Linked DNA regions of Mus musculus: regions 2 and 3 are each linked to region 1. The links are chromatin contacts, called in public Hi-C and promoter capture Hi-C maps. All regions are on one chromosome and are shown on one strand. The core of a region is the stretch at or near the end of the contact, and the rest is flanking DNA. Distances in the headings are between cores, read along the strand shown.

Region 1 (3,164 bases), core at 358-2,857:
TGTGTGTGTGTGTGTGCGCGCGCGCGCGCGTGCGCGTGCCTGTAGGAAGAAGACATGTTTCCAGATGTCTTAACTTTAAGAATATGAGAATTTACAACATATTTACAAAGTATCAAAATAGGGGCTTAAGAGGCAGCTCAGTGGGCTGGAGAGATGGCTCAGCGGTTGAGAGCACTGACCACCGACTGCTCTTCCACTGGTCCTGGTTTCAATTCCCAGCAACCACATCGTGGCTCACAACCGTCTGTAATGGGATCTGGTGTCCTCTTCTGGTGTGTCTGAAGAGAGCACTGGTGTACACATATACATAAAATAAATAAATGAATCAAGAAGAAGAAGAAGAAGAAGAAGAAGAAGAAGAAGAAGAAGAAGAAGAAGAAGAAGCAGCTGCTGCTGCTGCTTCGGCGGCATCTCAGGCTGAAAACCACCTGCTGTGTAAGCACGAGGACGCAAGTTCGGTCCCCAGAACCTGAGTGGAAAGTTTCAGGTCTGTGATTCCAGTGCTGGGGAGATAGAGGCGGGCATTTTCAAGAGTTGCTGGCTAAACCAATCTACCTGGCAAGCTCTAGGCCAGTGAGAGAACCTGTCTCAAAAACACATAAACAAAAAACGGTGGCCAGCATCTATGAAACCACAGTTGATGTTATCCCTTGTCTCCACATGCGTACACGTATTGCACACGTGCATGTGTGTGTTACACACACAATTCATATGGTCAGATGGGTGAATAAACGTATGGAATCACATATGACTAATGTAAAAAGCCTGGAATTTGACCACTGATGGTGGTTATTTTTAAAGGGGAGGAAGAGGAGAGGAGAGAGAGAGACCTTGAAGCCATGCATAACCTTGAATTTAAACTTGCCCTTTGCTTTTGGTTACTGGGAATTTTTCACCCAGTCAATTTGATGGAGCTGAGCCTCAGTTATTTTCTCTGTAAGGCAAACATAATAGTTCATAACTTGCAATACTGCATGAACTAAGGAGACAATGAAATGTAAGTGCAGGGCACAATCCCTGGAGTCTAAAAGACAAGTCGACAGTAAACAATATTATTCTCTGTAGCTCCCAATACGGGACAACCTAATCTTTACCAACTAGGAAATCACTAGCAGCCTTCTCAAATCACACGGAGCACAACACACCCTTCTGAAATGAATGCGCTAGTTGCACGTGGAAACAAAACAAAAGCACGAGGGATCAGAATTGAATTCAGCATCAACACGAGCCCAGTTGTCACCTTTGAAAACAGCTCTAAGCACCGCTCCGCTGGCCGGTGTGGTTTCCGTCTACCATGAGCACCACCTTTGCAGGTAGCGGTCGCCGCAAGTGCTGAGCGCTAATACTGCGGCTACAATTTATGTGACAGCATCCCAAGGGCTCGCCCCAGACAAGTCAGACAGGATCCCACCGCCTCGCTTCACAAGAGGCGAACAGGATCCCACTGGCTCACCACAGGGCAAGACGGATCGGATCCTACCTGCTCACCCCACCAGAGGTCGTGGGTCCGCATAACCCGGAGCGGCTGCTTGACACCGGAGCTGCAGGTTACCTGTCTCAGCTGCGGTGCTGCTGCAGCTACACTTCCGCAGACTCCGGGTTACCACGGGCTACCAGGCAAACACTAATTGCGTCATCAACACGCGCCAGGGTCGGCCGCTTCCCCCTCCCACCCCCTGTAGGCCAGTTCCTCGGCCGCTACTGCGCAGGCGCAGGGCTGCTAGTGGCCACGGTATCAAGACTCCAGACGCGTGAACTACACGCACGCCTCACTGAAATACAAATGTGTCGTTTTTGCCTTTGAGACAGGTCTCTCTGTGTAGTTCTGAGTGGTCTGGAACCTACTATGTAGACCAGGCTGGCCTCGAACTCAGAGATCAGCCTGCCTCTGCTTCCTGAGTGCGCTGTTTATTCTTCATTCCACATTTCTGAAGCATATGATTGGACTTTACATATTCATCCCAGCACAGTGCCTTAAATAAGATCATACTATGCGCCATACAGACAGTTACAGTATCTGCGGCTACAAAAGTGGGCCAGTTGTGCTTGCCTTTGTAGAGACAATCTTTGGTTGAGAAAGCAAGTTCTGAATAGTTCAACAGAATATTCCCTTTTTAAAAATTCATTTAGTATGTGGGGTGGTGTGTAATTGTATGTATGTCTAGGTACACGAATGTACAAATGGACCCCCTTGGAACTGGAGCTGCAGAGATAGTTGTAAGCTACCCCGTGAGTGCTGTACACCAAACCCAGGTCTTCTGCAACAGCAGCCAATGCTCTTAACCACTGAGTTAAGCTGCACCACATCAGCTAATTCTCGTATGGATGTTCTTAGAGGTACACATATGGAAGTAAGTCTCTGAAAAATGGAAGGAAGTCAGAGCCACTTCACTACAGGAGGTCTAATACCCTCTGAGGAGACTCATTTAACTGGGAAGAGAGGGGAAGGCTATAAAGACCTGCGAGCAAAGCAGCTAGAAGGATCAGAAGCACCTAGTACATGCAGCTTGTGGCGCCCTTGAAGAACACAGGGTGAAACCAACAAGGCCCAAAGGCCCCATCCTGCAGCACATTTCTGGGCCACTGTAAGCAAGGAGCGTGGATTCTGTCGCCAGGGAAGAGTGAGTGACAGGAACTAGTTTTGAAACGCAGAGCAGGCTGCTGTGTGTGCTGGGCATGAAGCACACAGAAAGAAGGGACTGGTGAGATGTGATGGAGAAAAATGGATACATATAAAAGGTAATTTGGAAATTGATGTGACAGGTGGGAAGGATTAGATAAAAGTCTAGACAAAAAAAAAAGTTACTGAAAGTGAGTGCTAGAATAGATTTGTTGAACTCTATAGTGAGAACCAGGTTTGTTCCATCTTTCAATCCTGACTTCTTTGCCTTCCTGTTACCCAACACTGTAGGACCACACACACACACACACACACACACACACACAGTTTCCCCTTTCCGTAACTCTTTCCTTCTTGGACTCCTTATGTTACCATCCCCAAGCCTTCAGCAGGCTTGCAATTCTAAGAGGAGAGGCATGTGAGGAGGCTAAGGAGAGGGGCTCTCCTTCCCTACTACTCGTTAGTTCATTTTGGCCACTAAAATGCTGGCCTGTGTGTAACACCCTACCAATCTTAAAAAGAAATGGTTATAAAAATATCTGTC
Region 2 (3,164 bases), core at 488-2,987, 850 kb before region 1:
CCGGCTATAAGCTGAATTTTTAAGTGAAAACAAATTATTGATCTAGTGAGATAGCCCCTAAAAAACTCATAGACATAAACATAATGGCAAAAGGTGCTTTGGAAGAAGAGAACAGAGTGCTATGGAAAAGAAGTATTGGGAGACACATTTCAGAAAAAATTTTCAGGTAGACCTGTATGTATGTGGAAAACACCAGGACATCTTTTATGGGCACCTTTGTACCTGAGTTTGGGTTATTTCTAGAACCAAATAGATAAAGTTGGAGTCAGGAATAATGATTCTGTTACTACAGAGATTGGAACTGCTGATCAAGGGAGGACTTTTCTCTGAAAGGTAGGACTGGGGGTATTGCTCCTAATGATTGGGATGCCTCTCTCAATTCCAAAGTGCCTTTTTTGTTTGCTTCCAACATAGGAAACATACTTCCTTCTTGGACACTCTTGAGTGATCTGTTCTTCCCATCAGCAATTTTCCCCCTAAAATACCAAAAGTGACTAAATCTTCTAATAGCATCAAGGAACAAACATAGCAGTCCCATCACTGTCACTTAGAAGATCCACCATTTGCCTTTAGCAGTCAGATTCATAAAGGCATTTCTATTTGTGGGCCCTTAATTATGACATGACCAATTTTTAGTCCTACGAGTTCAAGGTTTGTTGCTTACCCTGAAATTAGCATTGAGCACCTGCTTACTTTCATGAGATATCTTCCTCAAAGGAAGAGCAAGATTTACCCAATGATTCCTGGGCACAGAACACTCAGTTGTAAATCTGTTCTGTCAGGGCTTGAAGGTTGACTCCATCTGTAAGCCAACTTGCTGCTAATACTGCTGACCTGGATTCCAGCCTCTGAATTCATAAGGAGAACTGACTCACCCAAGCTATCCTCTGACTTTCACATGCCTGATGCACACATATACACAAAGTTTGTAATCTGTTATATCAATCAATTTTATTAATAAAAGCTAGAGGGCAAGTCTGCATCCCTGATGGCTTGTGAGATAACTGCACTTTCAAAAGCTCTTGGTGATCTACTAGAGGCAAAATTCTGCTTCAATACGCCATGTAAGTGAACTAAACTAAATAAATAGGCCTTTGATCATCTACCTAACAGATCCCTGCTATTGACTAATAACTGGCATATACAAAGACAAAAATGACATTTACTGAACGCCAAGGGTCAAAAGTGGAGTCACTTGCATCTCATCTCATCTAATAGTCACAAGAAGCAATAGTCCTCGTTTTACAGATGAGGAGTCTGTTCCCACTGCTCGGCGAGTAACTGTGAGGGACAGCACTAAATTCTTTCGTCCAGGCGGCTGAGTCGCAAAGCCGAGGACTTCCCGCGGGGCAAGAGTTCGAAACCCGCAGCTGTCAATCACAGGAAGCACGCGGGAGCCGCTTCCGGAAGTGCCCTGAAGACGTGTGCCTGCGCAGAGGCGCGAGCTCGGAGCTCATACCTTTGCGGGAGTCTGCGCGGGACTGCGGGGCGGAGATGTCCATCGGGCTAGGGGCAGGCACCCGGCAGCCCCGCCGCTCTCGGCGGCGAGGAGAGCACGGCACGTGGGCCGGCTGCCGGGCATCGCCCGCCCGGAGCGGGGGGCGCTATGTGGGGCCTGACGCGGCGGCGTCACCTCAGCGACCAGCCAACGCTCGCCAGAGCCCGTAAATCCCGCGAGAACGAGCGCCTCTGCGCTCCATCGCTCGCCTCCCTCCAGATATCGCGAGAAGATGGACTAGCCTTTCAGCGGGCGGAAGCGGCTTCCCTTCCAGACGAGGTCAGCCTCGCGCAGTTCGCGAACGTCCCAAATATCGCGAGATTTGGCATTAGTCGGCGACCTCGACCCTCTTCGCTGAGGGAGTCCACGACCTGAGGTGTGTGACATCCTCCCAGGGCGGAAAAAGACAGTGTGAGCCCTGCACAGACCATTGACACTGTGGTGGCCTTGTCGTCTAGGAGCTTCAGGAGGCGAGCCTTAAGAGGGCGTTTTCTTGGGTTTGCCTACTTTATCGTAACTCACTCGTGCACAAACAAGGCAACCCCTGGGGTTCGGTTTTCTTCGCCATCTGAGAAGAGCAGCGACTGTGCCTCGCCCTGAGAGAGAAGCACACACCACGCAGCCTGCTGCCTCCAGCACAGCGTTCTGCGCACGAGCTGAATGGATTTTGCCTGTCCCAACATCTCCTGAACAAGCTCGTGAAGCCAAATGTATTCTTCATGTCGAATTCTTGTGATTTTTTTTTTTTTTAGGCCACTGTGCCTGTGTACGGGTCTCGTAGAGCTAAAAATCCAGAAGTCAGAGAAATTGCATTCCTTCCTAGAAAGTGGAAGAATCTCCACTCCTTGGCTTGACCTCTTTCTTCAAAGCCAAGGATAGTGCATTTCCTGAGCCTTCCACAATGGGTTTGGGTTTTGGGGGGGTTTGTTTGTTTGTTTGTTTGTTTGTTTTGAGCTCACCAGAATAATCTTATTTTCAGGTGTACACTCATAACTACATCAGAAAAGGCCCCTTGACATGTAAGATAACATGTATGGGTTCCTGGATTTAGAGACACAAATTCCTCTTGGGGATCATTATCCTGCCTACTGGAGGATCTTATTTGTATATACTATATGCCTATTCAACAAAGAGATCTCCATTCTTTGCAGATACTACTAAGACTAGTAGACTATTTTCAAAGGAGTGCTATATTAAGAGTGTCACTTGTTTGCAAAGCAATAGGAAAAGCTTTATAAAGAGAAACATTTAGGAATATTGATTTAGCTAGTAACAACAGCCTGAATAAAGGGGAGTAACTGCAAAAAATAAAGAGTTAAATAAATTTTGGGGGGAGGCAGGGATTTTGAGACAGGCCTTCTCACTGCGTAGCCCTAGCTATCCTAGAACTCATTCTGTAGACCAGGCTGGCCTTTGCCTGTTGGTTTAAGATGTAAGGCCTTACTGAAACTACAAGTGATTTGATAAATCCAAAATAAACATTGAAATGAAAGAAATCACCTTGTTAAAGGAATATCCTTCTAGCTAACAAGACGACTCCTCACCTTTGAGTGTCTCTTATGTAACTGCATTGCCATGATTGTCCTGTTTAATGAAATGGGAACAGTCATAACATGAACATGTCTTAAAGGTTAAGCATCCTGCCCTTAGGGTAGCTTTTGTTCTT
Region 3 (3,164 bases), core at 452-2,951, 600 kb before region 1:
CTCCCCACTACGCATTTTTCTTCTTCTTGTTGTTTGTTGTTGTGAATCCCCTGAATGTCTTGGTGACACTGGACACAATATCAGGACAAATCGTAGCGCTCTATGAACAATTTGTTTAAAATGAATTCCACATCAAAGCCTTTATTCTCTTCTACGTCACGCTATTAAATGTTACAGGGTGTGTATCGAGCTTTATTTTGTTTTAAAGTTTAAAACTGACTTTAAGAATGTGATTAATTAATGAGGATCCAGACGAATTCCAAATATCAGGAAATCTCTCATTTCCATTTCTCTGGCCTGCTGAAAAGATTTGCTTTTTATATATTAAAAATTCAAATAAAATAGCAGACTTGTCTGGAGTCTCCTTATAGACGTTTTCAAATTGGACTGTATTGTGTATTGGAGGGGGGCGATAGAGGAGTGAGAGGGGTTTTTAAAAGGGCTGGCTTTTCCCAACATCCTTGCTCGCCTCTTTAACTTTCCATTTTGTTTATCTTAATACGAGGCGTTGTTCCCTGCGAGAGTCTAAGTCTTGCCTTTGGTTATAAAAGAAAAGAGGAGAAAAAAAAATTGGCACACACTGGCGCACTATCCACCACCCTGTCATTATTGGTGCAGGCCTGGGAATTCAAGCCGGACCTCCCAGTATTTGCTGCAGCTTGAGGCCAAAGTGCCTCTAAAAGGGTTTTCTTTGAGGAATCTCAGAAATTGTTTAAGCGCTTAAAAAAATATATTACCTATCCCTCATGTCTATTGCGAGGCAAATGCTCCTGTACGTGTGAGTGTGTGCGTGTGTATGTGTGTCTGTGTGTGTGTGCGCGCGCGCTCGCAAAAGGCGTCTCGAAAAAGAAGACACTGTTGAAAAGAAAAGAAATAAGAAAGAAAGGAGGGGGGAGCATTCCTTAATGGAAGTATTGCATGCGAGAGGGTTGGCGCTGAGCGAGCGCCCCCCCACCCCCAAGCCTGGGATGCACACACGGGGGTTGCCTACCTGGGTGGTCTCTCTACTTTGGTGAGCTGTTGCTAAGCAGCTAATAATAGTCATGTTTGCTGAGTAATTTCTGCCCTCCAAGAGCCAATCGCGTTGCAGAAACCCAAGCCATCTGACAGCCCCGGGGGCGGGAGTTCCAGCCTTTTTCTCTTTCGCTCGCTCTTTCCCCCTCCACCCCCTCCCCTCCTCCTCCTCTTTCTCCAAATGGAGAGAGTTCTTTTTTTTCTTCTTCCATCTCATCTATTGAGTCAAGGAGCTGCTGCGGCCGCTGCCCGCTGCACACACACAGAGCGGAGTCCCCAGGTCCCGGTAGCGAAAGAAGCGCGCGGCGCGGGGGCAGAATGGTCCAGCGGGTCGGTGAGGAGAACAAGAAAGCAGAGTCCGGGACCGAGCAGCCACCGCGAACCCAGCAGCCAGAGAGCGACCAGCCGTTTCAGAAGCCGCCACCGCCAACTCCAGCCGCAGCCGCAGCAGCACCAGCAGCAGCAGCGGCAGCCCCGGCCCGGCATCGTTGAGACTCGCCGGGTACCGTCGCGTCGCCCGCAGCGGGCGCCGAGGGAGCCGGCGCGAGCGGCGGGGGTCTGCGCGCGCCTTCTGCCGTGAAGGGGTCGCGGCGCGGGGCGGGGACGTCTGGGGGGGACTTGGGGACCGCGAGGCGCGCCCTGGAAGCGCCGGCTCTCGCCTTCCCGCGAGCTGGATGTGGGCAGCGGCGGCCGCAAAGACCTCGGGACTCACGCGCAATGTGGCAATGGAAGGCGCAGGGTCTGAGTCCCCGGCAGCGGCCACGGCCGCAGCACCCGCAGCGCCCGCCGTGTGAGCGGCAGCAGCGGGTCTGTCACCCGGAGCCGGAGTCCCCGGCGGCCAGCAGCGTCCTCGCGAGCCGAGCGCCCAGGCGCGCCCGGAGCCCGCGGCGGCGGCGGCAACATGGCCTCGGCTGGTAACGCCGCCGGGGCCCTGGGCAGGCAGGCCGGCGGCGGGAGGCGCAGACGGACCGGGGGACCGCACCGCGCCGCGCCGGACCGGGACTATCTGCACCGGCCCAGCTACTGCGACGCCGCCTTCGCTCTGGAGCAGATTTCCAAGGTGCACTTCTGTCCCCTCCTCCCTCTTCACTTTTCCCTCTTCTTCCTCCTTGGGATCCCTGCCACACAGACACACACACACACTCCTGAGAAAGCAGCAGACAAGTGAAGGTTGAAAAATTCAAACCCTCCCTCCGGACTTTGGAGGAAAGGGCTGTCTGAGGTCCGCAGGGGGTGGAGGGGTGCCTGTGTGTGTGCGTGCGTGTGTGTGGTGTGTGCGCGCGCACACGCCCTCCCTGGTGTGCCTTTTCCGGAGCTTTGGAAACCGTCCTGAGTGGACCACCTCCAGGGCGGCCGCAATGCGGCACTGCCTTCGGCCCCAGCGCCTTTCTCCCGCGCCCCTGCCCACGGTTGCAGCCTAAAGTTCGGCGTTGCCACATTTCTTAACCTCTTTGAGGGGGAGGCGGAGTGGAGAGAGGCGGAGAGAGACAGAGGGGAGGGAGCCAAAGTAAAGGTGGTTTCCTTTTTTGGCAGCCGGTTCTGCTTTCGTTGAGCTTGAAATCTCTGCTCCCTTAAAAATTATTCTCGGGAGAGGACGTCCCCTCTCTTCCAGGTCTTGGGCCGCCTCTTCTCCCAGCCTGCCGGGGAGGGGGGCAGTTGTAAACAAGTTGCCACCTTAAATCTTCGGTACGGGTGTGCGGAACGGCCGGGTTCATTGTGTTTACGAGGCTGGCTGAAATGTGTGGAATCCGGGGAAGGCAAGCACCTAGCCTGGGGCCCGCAGGGGCCCTGGCCAGCACCCCGGGCTCCGCCGCCCGGAGAGCAGCCTGCGCCCAGCCAGGACCCCCGCCGGCGCCGGCCTGGGCCTCTTCCTTGTGCACTCGGCTATTTTAAAGAGTTCACCAGGAGGGAATGGGAGAGGGAGGAAAGATCCTTGTGGCCGCCCTCTTCCGAGCACAAATAGTGTAAGTTGTAGATGGCTGCCGCATTTCCTAACTGAGCTCCCGCGGTGTCTCCTAAGGCTGTGGAAAAGAGTGTGGACCGAACTCTGGCTGCGGGGCTCACCACGTGGACCTCGCGTACAGCCACACCGGGGCCAGATGGACCACGGTTGCTGTAGATTGTCCCTAAGTGCGCTTGCGCCCTTCACT

Evidence for each region. A called contact is a pair of places that touch in the nucleus more often than the background predicts. Capture Hi-C pulls out chosen DNA fragments and counts their contacts.
Region 2: a contact with region 1 is called in a promoter capture Hi-C map of adipose tissue, with 3 times the contacts expected there. The contact joins the promoter of Ercc6l2 here to the promoter of Aopep in region 1. A contact is called at or near these places in 3 of 39 promoter capture datasets (liver, pre-B cells and second pharyngeal arch cranial neural crest), 2 of 484 Hi-C or Micro-C datasets (CD4 T cells and natural killer cells), 2 of 115 datasets of contacts at active chromatin or transcription factors (extraembryonic endoderm stem cells and pancreatic cancer cells) and 2 of 9 other capture datasets (adipose tissue and liver).
Region 3: a contact with region 1 is called in a Hi-C map of pre-B cells, with 2.9 times the contacts expected there. The contact joins the promoter of Ptch1 here to the promoter of Aopep in region 1. A contact is called at or near these places in 7 of 39 promoter capture datasets (the C10 cell line, cranial neural crest, hippocampal neurons and 3 more), 3 of 484 Hi-C or Micro-C datasets (CD4 T cells, CD8 T cells and pre-B cells), 3 of 115 datasets of contacts at active chromatin or transcription factors (large pre-B cells, memory CD8 T cells and pancreatic cancer cells) and 2 of 9 other capture datasets (adipose tissue and liver).

What each region holds. Positions count from the first base shown.
Region 1 is chr13:62,963,336-62,966,499 of GRCm38.p6, reverse strand. It overlaps Aopep (aminopeptidase O), which reads right to left and starts at 1,607. Exons shown (of 16, transcript NM_001289926.1): 1 at 1,481-1,607.
Region 2 is chr13:63,813,813-63,816,976 of GRCm38.p6, reverse strand. Ercc6l2 (excision repair cross-complementing rodent repair deficiency, complementation group 6 like 2) reads right to left here and starts at 1,737. Exons shown (of 19, transcript NM_001013608.3): 1 at 1,460-1,737. The coding sequence starts at 1,502.
Region 3 is chr13:63,564,272-63,567,435 of GRCm38.p6, reverse strand. Ptch1 (patched 1) reads left to right here and starts at 1,701. Exons shown (of 24, transcript NM_008957.3): 1 at 1,701-2,074. The coding sequence starts at 1,916. RefSeq lists an enhancer at 963-1,142.